3 separate regions of the Mus musculus genome follow, and regions 2 and 3 are each linked to region 1. The links are chromatin contacts, called in public Hi-C and promoter capture Hi-C maps. All regions are on one chromosome and are shown on one strand. The core of a region is the stretch at or near the end of the contact, and the rest is flanking DNA. Distances in the headings are between cores, read along the strand shown.

Region 1 (2,700 bases), core at 4-2,503:
AATATTAGTCTTTTTTTTTAAAATCACAGTTACCCCATCATATATCCCCATCATATATCCAAACAGTGCTGTATGACTGTGTTCAGTATATGCTTACTGAAAAAGTTGTCTGTCTGTCTATCTATCTATCTATCTATCTATCTATCTATCTATCTATCTATATTTCTTGCCATTAGCCCAGGATACCTGGAGCTCACTATTTAACCCAGGTTGACCTCCACTGCTCCACAGTTCTACCTCAGCCTCCAGAGTGCTTGACTTACAGATTCCAGACACTATGATCAGCTATTAAGTAACAAACAAAACAAAACAACAACAAAAAAAGTTTTTTAAAAAATCTTTTTTTCAGAGATCCACGTTATTATAGCTACTCTTCACGGGTAGAAAGTCTTATTGTCAATGAAGAAATGGGAAATTTCGCTCAAGAAGCTGTTCCGAATCACATTTTGCCTGAGGAAACCCCTGTGAGGTACATGCAGAACAATCATTTTGACTCAGATACTCTAAAACTAGACTCGTTGCTTTTGAACTGGGCTTATGACAGGCACCTGATGCTTGCTGAGTTGAGAAAAGCATATAAGATGCTCTTAACAGATGCTGGCTCCTAATAGTACACACACACACACACACACACACACACACACACACACACAATAGCAAGTACTTCACAAATAGGGAACTATTATTCATGCTTCAGGTTTTGATAAAACTGTCCTTAAATGAGCTATTTTTCTCCCCATGAAAAATGTATAGAAAAGCTCATTGTCTTTAAGATAGTTTCAACCAGGGGCCTAGCACATCTGCTCACAAGCAGCTCACTGCCCCATGTGATGTATTCCTTCCTTTAGATTGGAGCAAATTACTCTTCGCCGGTCAAACTTATGAGTCAACTGCCCTTGGGCTTCTCTGCACTCTGCCAGCCACAGCCGGTGCACCCAAACCCTTTCCATGCGAATCCACTAAACAAGGTTTCCCTGGACCCAATATCATTCCCTAAGAGAGTACCCTGCCTAAAAGGTAACAGAGAAGGCTGAACCACTCTTGGGCCCACCCCTCCTCGCGGCAGCAGCCAATCGCTTTGCTCTGTAGTGCATCCGAAGCCTTGGATTGGACTCGCTGAGACCGGGCGCGGGAGTAGAGCGCAGGGGTGGAGCGCGAAGCCTTGTCCATCACGTGCGGCCGCGGGGTCTCTCCGCCTTCACCGCGCGCCCCGCGGCGCCGAGGGGGCGGAGCCCGAGATCCGCCGCGCCTGCGTGGTGTGCGTTCCCCGGAGCAGCAGCTGCTGCCACCGCCGCTGCTGCCGCCGCCGCCGCCGCCGCCGCCGCTGCGACCTCCGCGTTCGGTAGTAGAATTTGGAATCCCTGCACCGGGCTAACAATGAAGCAGAGTTCCAACGTGCCGGCTTTCCTCAGCAAGCTGTGGACGCTTGTGGAGGAAACCCACACCAACGAGTTCATCACCTGGAGTCAGGTAGGGTCGGGGACGCGGTGGCCTCGGGTCCCCCTTGTCGAACCGGCTCGGCTCGGCTCGGCTCGTTTCGGCTCGGCTCGGCTGGGCTGGGTTGGGCTGGGCTGGGCTGGGCTCGGCTTCTCCCGCGGCCTGCGGCGGCGCGCGGCCTCCCCACCTCGCGCGGACCCCCGGCTTTGTGTGCGCGGCGAGCCGGGCCCCGCAGGCTCCGTTCTCCTCCGGCCGCGCGCCGTGGGGGAGGGGCGCCCTGGTAACGGTCCCGCCGGCCCGGGGAGCTCGGAACCGGCCCCGGCGGCGCGTTCTGCACACTCATCCTCAGTCGTCTGCTCGCCGCGGGGCGCGGAGGTCGCGGAGCCCCGGGAGAGCGGGCGAGCGGGCTAGTGAGCGAGCACAGGTCTTATCTAAAGAAATCACCTCCGCGGGGATTGCTTGCCCTGGCGTCTGGGATCTTTTATGATGATAATGGGAAAATGTGCAGACTCCGACTGCTCTTGCCTTGAGCTTTTAAATTTTATTTATGTATTTTATTTATGTAGTTTTAACATAGAAATTTCCCAGTTATTGTTTTGAGACTGGGTCGTTTCTTTAAAATAATTCAAGTAAAAGTGCCTGTAGACTATGCTTAGTAACTTAGCGGCTTGGAGTTAAAAACCGAGTCGTTAAATTTCACAGAATAGTTGCCGGCATAGTGGTTTGTGGTTGCCTTGATCAGTTTGATCCAGATCCTCCTTATAAATAAAGATGACCTTAATCAAGCCCGGTATCTTGCCTGGTCTAAGTTATGTGTTAGATTGATGCGTTGCCTAGGTGACCCAAGACCCCCTCCCCCCAGTTCCACACAAAGATTCTTTGCAGAGTGATTCTTTACATCACTTGTGCCTTTCCTTTGCTAGACTCGCAATGCTTGGATTGTTCAAATCTCTTCATGAAGGGGATCGGCTCCTCTTACTGGAGTTGATGACTTATTCAGGGTATTTTCATGTTCACAGTTTTTGAGATGAGTAAGTGGGAAATACCTAGCTATATGTCAAATAAATGTTATCTCCTCCGTTTCATTTGTGCCCTTTTCTGTTGTTAAAACTAGTTTTCACCCTTGCCTGCTTTTAGGAGGTAACAGCAATAGAATATACCTGATATTTGGACAACTATGTCACTGAATTTTTGCTGAGTATTAGTGCCAAGTTTTAAAAATTTCTTTCTAGGATTTAATTTTCGTGTGTATTGTCACATAGG
Region 2 (2,700 bases), core at 174-2,673, 5.1 Mb before region 1:
AATCTAATCTTCTGAGCTGACTGATTCAATCTGGCTTCTTACTGAATTGCTCTGACTGGCTTCATACTAACTTTGGCAATATGTTCTAATATGTTCTGACTCTCATTCTCTGACTCATTCTGTCTTCACTTGTATCTAGTTTGTTCCCTCTGTAACCTATCTCAGTAAAACTGTTTTTGTAAAACTGCCATACACATATACTACCCACCTCCCCACTCCACCTCTCTCTCTCTCTCTCTCTCTCTCTCTCTCTCTCTCTCTCTCCTCCCTCCCATAACTAGCATCTGTTTCCTGTCTGTTTTTCTGTGAGTTGGACGTATCCTATCTCTCACTCAATTTTTTTCCTGATTCATAACTTTGCCCTTCAATTAAACATCAATTTCAAACATGGATGCTTCCTTCAACAAACTAGCCTTATCTTCATTGTCAGGGATTACAGGTATGTGCTAAGGGAGTGTGTGTATTCCAGCCAGATCATACTGTAATCCAGTGTGGATCATGGCCAGATCATATCTTTGGCTACGGTTATTGAGAGGAGCCATGTTGCCCAATTAAAATTCCTCCACAGGCATTTCCTGCCAAAGGCAACAAAACTTGCAGATGGACATGAGACTCACGTTTTAAACTAAAGCAAAGCAATTCTTACAGAAATGAGACCAATTAAAACAGGTGACAATGGCCAAAACATTAAGGCCTGTAGACATTTCCTAATGGGAAAAGGGGCTATACAGTAAAAAATATGTCTGTATTACACAGATCCAACTGTATCTGGGCACTGATTCTCTTCTCAGAGTGGCCACATTGAATCAGTTTCGCTTTTCTGTATTTACCTTCTATTGTGTCATTGGTCTATGAAGGACAGGTGGCAGAGCTTGATTTGTTAGGGACCCTAACAGTGTCAGACCCTAACAGTCTGTTTCCAGGTCCTATGCTGTAGGACTTCATTCCCATTCTGGGACGTTCTATTCTCGTCGGAAGATTGGACAAAGAACTGTGATGAGACCTCTCCAAGAACACTTGAGCCTTTGGGGACAAGAACACTTCTGTTTGGGGACCGTGGTCGATTTCCAGCATCTACACTTGCTGATGCGGTGGTGGATTCTCTCTGTGTAACTTCCAGTTCATTTAGATTGCTTTTAACTCCTTGGGAATCGTTTCTGTCATGGCCGTGAGGGGGAGATAGGCAACAAATCTCAAGCTGCAGATCCTCCCCTCAGTCTGAGGAACAGCCCAATCATTCCATAGGAGAAAGGCTAGAGGCGTTGGCGCGTCGCCCTCCTCATCCCCAGGGGGCGCCAGCGGCCCGGAGCCAGCCTCATTCTCAAGCGCACGCTCTCTTTAGCAGTGCGGTGGCGGCTCCAGCCACGACTCCCGGTCGCGTCGGAGTTCCCCGGCAGCCAATCAGAACTCTCCATGTACTAACGGGGGCGGGGCTGCGGAGGGCGGAGGAAGATGGCGGCGGGGGCTAGGTGAGGTGTTGGCAGTGGCGAGGGGCTCGGGCGCGGGGGGTGGGGGGACGCGGAGCGATGGCCCGCGCCGGCCGCTGGGGCGGATAAGACCCTGTCGCGCCGCGGGTGTGGGCCGGAGGGAGGTGACGGTGCCCGAGCGCCACAGGAGTATGACGGGGCTGTACGAGCTGGTGTGGCGGGTGCTGCACGCGCTGCTCTGCCTGCACCTCACGCTCACCTCCTGGCTCCGCGTTCGCTTCGGCACCTGGAACTGGATCTGGCGGCGCTGCTGTCGCGCCGCCTCCGCCGCGGTCCTAGCGCCGCTCGGCTTCACGCTCCGCAAGCCCCGGGCCGTCGGCAGGAACCGGCGTCATCACCGGCACCCGCACGGGGGACCGGGACCGGGACCGGGACCGGCCGCCACCCATCCTCGGCTGCGCTGGCGCGCGGACGTCCGGTCCCTGCAGAAGCTGCCGGTGCACATGGGCCTGTTGGTCACGGAGGAAGTGCAGGAGCCCAGCTTCTCAGACATCGCCAGCCTCGTGGTGTGGTGTATGGCCGTGGGGATCTCCTACATTAGCGTCTACGACCACCAAGGTGAGGCCGGGTGGGAGGTGGGGTGACCGAGGCACTTCCGAGTCTGAGGACTACGTTTCTAGCTAGTTTGTTCCCGGTCGTCCTGCGAGGCCGCCGCCCTCTCCAGGCCCTGCGAGTTTCGGTAGCCCTTGGCCCTTACACTGTGCTGGTGCTTTCGAGGAAGGGAGATCAGTCTTATTGAACGTTGACGTTGACAAAGTCTTTAGATTTGGTTAGTGTTTGTAACATGTAAAAGATATTTAATGTAGTCCGTTAAGGGAGGTGGTTTTCTCTGGCTTTGTTTCACGAAAGAGGGAGCTGACGTTCAGAACATTAACTGATTTGCCCAAGGTCATAAAAGTAACGGGGAGTTAACCAGTCTGTGCGCTCTTCAAAGTGTCTCTTCAAGGGGGTTCAATGAACTCATCTTAAGGGCGACCAAGCAGTGGCGGCTTTATACGTGAGCTGCATTGTAGGATTTCCAAATGAGCTCTCTTGGAGTTAGGTGGCATTTGAATGGGGTTTCTGAAAAGTGTGTGAGAGTTTTGATAGGCCTGGAAAAAGGCCTGAAATCACGTGTTGCCATTTCACCTTAGAGGCCAGTACAGTACTAGATACACTTGTGTTCCTTCAAGTAATCAAGGCAGTGGATTTCACCACGGGTTTGTTAAGGACA
Region 3 (2,700 bases), core at 200-2,699, 5.1 Mb before region 1:
TAAAGAGGAGCTCTTAAGAAAGCTAAGGCACAAAGAACTTCACACATAACAAAGTATCTCTCTTTTTTTTTAATCCTTTTTAAAATCAAAGAGCTACTCTCTACTGAAATTGTCTATTTTTAAAAGGTTTCCCATATAATGTTAGTACACCATAATTTCTAAATCTTGTAATACTGGCCTAGTTGAATTTTCCACACAAAATGGGAGGTTTGGAATTCCTGTTTGCAATCACACTCCCCTTGCTCTGATTAGAGACCTAAGCAAAGGATTGTCTTTACATAGTCTCAAAGGTCTGAAATTAGGGAAAATACTGTAAAATACAAAGACATACCATCTCACTCAATACTAGAAGTTATTTGAATATTGACAGCTCTAAAGACATAGCTGCCCGTAATATCTGCCAAGTGTGAATGTAAACTGAGAAGGTAGATAGGAACATATATATTCCATTACATTTCCCCAAGAGCTTTGATCGGATTCCCCTAAGTTCATGCATGTCTCTGTGTACAGACACGGACGTTGATCTGGGCTATTGGATGAAAATAATCAGAGCTGCATCTGTCTGAAAATACATCATCTAGCTTGTCATTATCAAAGCAGAAGAGGAGAGTTGAGGTATTCCCCGACAGAAGATCTTGGTAATAACACCTACAAGGCAGGTAGTGTGATTAGCTCCTGTCCCCACCGCATGAGATGCTGGGAGGTGGATGACAGGACGTCTGGAGACCCACACATCAGTCTGCATCCTTTTCCTCCCCCACCCGCTCCGCACTCCTTTGCTTCACTCACGTATAAAACGCACTCTCCATCGCATTCGAAGCTGAGGTGTCCAGTGGGTAGGTTTTTAAGGATCATTTTCCTAGTGCTTTAAATGGGATCTAACGACCTCGGACAGCCTGGGGTTGAATGCTATTGCTGCCAGCCCCCGAGGCTCACCTCAAGCTTGTGGTTGATCTGGGACACAGTCTGGGCTTTGTGGCATAGCTGCGCAAAGCAGGAGCTAAGGCTGGTCATCTTCTGACGCCCCTCATAAGTGATGTCCGCCTGGTCCGGATCGATCTCGCCCAAAAGCAGATCCACATCCACGAAGGCCTTGTCGAACTCCTTCTCCAGCACCTCAAGCCATCGGAACATGGACACCCCGCCAGGGGAGACCCCCACAGGGCAGGAGGAGCCCCCTGGGCCGCCGCCGGCTCCCGCCGGGCATGGGCCACCCGCCGACATGGCGCCGTCCAGGGCCTCGCCGACTGCTGCTCACTCTGGCCGCCCGCCCCGCGCGAGGGGAACTGCTAGCACCGCGGCGCCCCCCGCGCGCGCGCACACACAGACACACACGCACACACACACAGACACACACCCGCCGGTCCCCTCCCTTCCCTCGCGCCGCCAACGCCGGCAGCGCAGCTCCAGAGCAGCAAAGGAAGCGGGGCTGAAGCAGCGACAGCGACACGGAAGACCCGCCCCGCCCGCAAGCCGGCCCGCCCCCGCCGCGCGTGCGTAGCGGAGCCCAGAGCAGGCGCAGCCCAGAGGGAGAAAGTGGGCGGGGCCGTACGAGAGCTTAGCCAATGAAAAGCCTTCGCCTCCACAAGCCTGTCTGCGACCATTTTGACGACCGGCAAAACCCTGAGAAGCAAAGGGTTGAGGTGGCCCCTTGCAAGTGGGGAAGACCGGAGGAAGGGAAGGGAAAGATTCCACGTCGCAGAGGGGACCGGCTTCCGCCAGTTTGGCTTCACAGTGGGCCTGGAACCGGTCCACAGACGTCTAGCAAAGTTGCTACTGGGGTGTCAAGGGGCTCGGGTGGGAGCGGGGAGGGCCGTGTGTGCATGCGCAATAGCCACGTTTTCTCTTCCGATTTCCAGCTCTTAGGGCGGGAGGGTGGGGACACTGGCTAATGTTGCTAAACCTGACGGTGCATTCCAGCCAGAAGCTGCCTATGGAAGCTACTGAGCAAGTTTTGTTGAATCAATGGTTCCTCCTTCTATGATTGACAAGCTGGGGTTCTAGGCCAATGTATTATTACATACTAGCTGCCCCACCTCAGTGGTGTTACCTTGCTTGGGTAACAAGGTTTCCAAAGTTTACTTCACTTGGCAATTAAGGTAAAGTGAAAGTGTTATCACTTGGTACATAGCACTCATCTTACTGCATCACAGATCGTATATTTCTAAAGCAACCACTTGGGATGCTGTAATCATCTTATAAACTAGTATTGTGCTCGTTCCCATGTTATTTTCATATGTTCATAAACATTGAATACATATCCCGATTGAGGCACTGAGGACATAAAATCTAATGAAACGACCTCATCCAAGCCGAACTAGTAAGACAGTGAGGCTCTCACGACTTTTAATTCCAGTGTTGCGTGCATTTGAGAGCATTTATCAAGAGCTTTCTTTGTGTCCTGCCTCTCATCTCTTCCACTTCTCCAACTCCACCCCTGTCTAAACCAACAGTAGACTGTCCGGAAGGGAAAGGAGAAGCCAGACTAATTAGAGTAGGCAGGTAGGAATTGTGCTTCCTGACTCGCCTACGGGAGTATGTGGAAAATTAGTCCATAATCTTTCGGAAGTTGTTCTTGGGACGGACCTTTCTAATAAATCATCAACCAAAGTCTGCATGGCATTGTGTGCCTCTCATCAAAGCAGTACCAATAAGAATTAAGAAATAACAGATTTAGTTTGCACTCTGGTTACTCCAATG

The links. Promoter capture Hi-C pulls out the DNA fragments that hold promoters and counts their contacts. A called contact is a pair of places that touch in the nucleus more often than the background predicts.
Region 2: a Hi-C map of uterus shows a contact between it and region 1, with 4 times the contacts expected there. The contact joins the promoter of Nus1 here to the promoter of Hsf2 in region 1. A contact is called at or near these places in 2 of 484 Hi-C or Micro-C datasets (CD4 T cells and uterus).
Region 3: a contact with region 1 is called in a promoter capture Hi-C map of pre-B cells. The contact joins the promoter of Gopc here to the promoter of Hsf2 in region 1. A contact is called at or near these places in 1 of 39 promoter capture datasets (pre-B cells) and 1 of 484 Hi-C or Micro-C datasets (CD8 T cells).

The regions. Positions count from the first base shown.
Region 1 is chr10:57,485,132-57,487,831 of GRCm38.p6, forward strand. It overlaps Hsf2 (heat shock factor 2), which reads left to right and starts at 1,254. Exons shown (of 12, transcript NM_008297.3): 1 at 1,254-1,470. The coding sequence starts at 1,378. It overlaps 4930467K11Rik (RIKEN cDNA 4930467K11 gene), which reads right to left and starts at 1,222. Exons shown (of 4, transcript NR_045353.1): 1 at 1,052-1,222.
Region 2 is chr10:52,416,124-52,418,823 of GRCm38.p6, forward strand. Nus1 (NUS1 dehydrodolichyl diphosphate synthase subunit) reads left to right here and starts at 1,424. Exons shown (of 5, transcript NM_030250.2): 1 at 1,424-2,045. The coding sequence starts at 1,619.
Region 3 is chr10:52,380,675-52,383,374 of GRCm38.p6, forward strand. It overlaps Gopc (golgi associated PDZ and coiled-coil motif containing), which reads right to left and starts at 1,450. Exons shown (of 9, transcript NM_001199272.1): 1 at 937-1,450. The coding sequence starts at 1,224.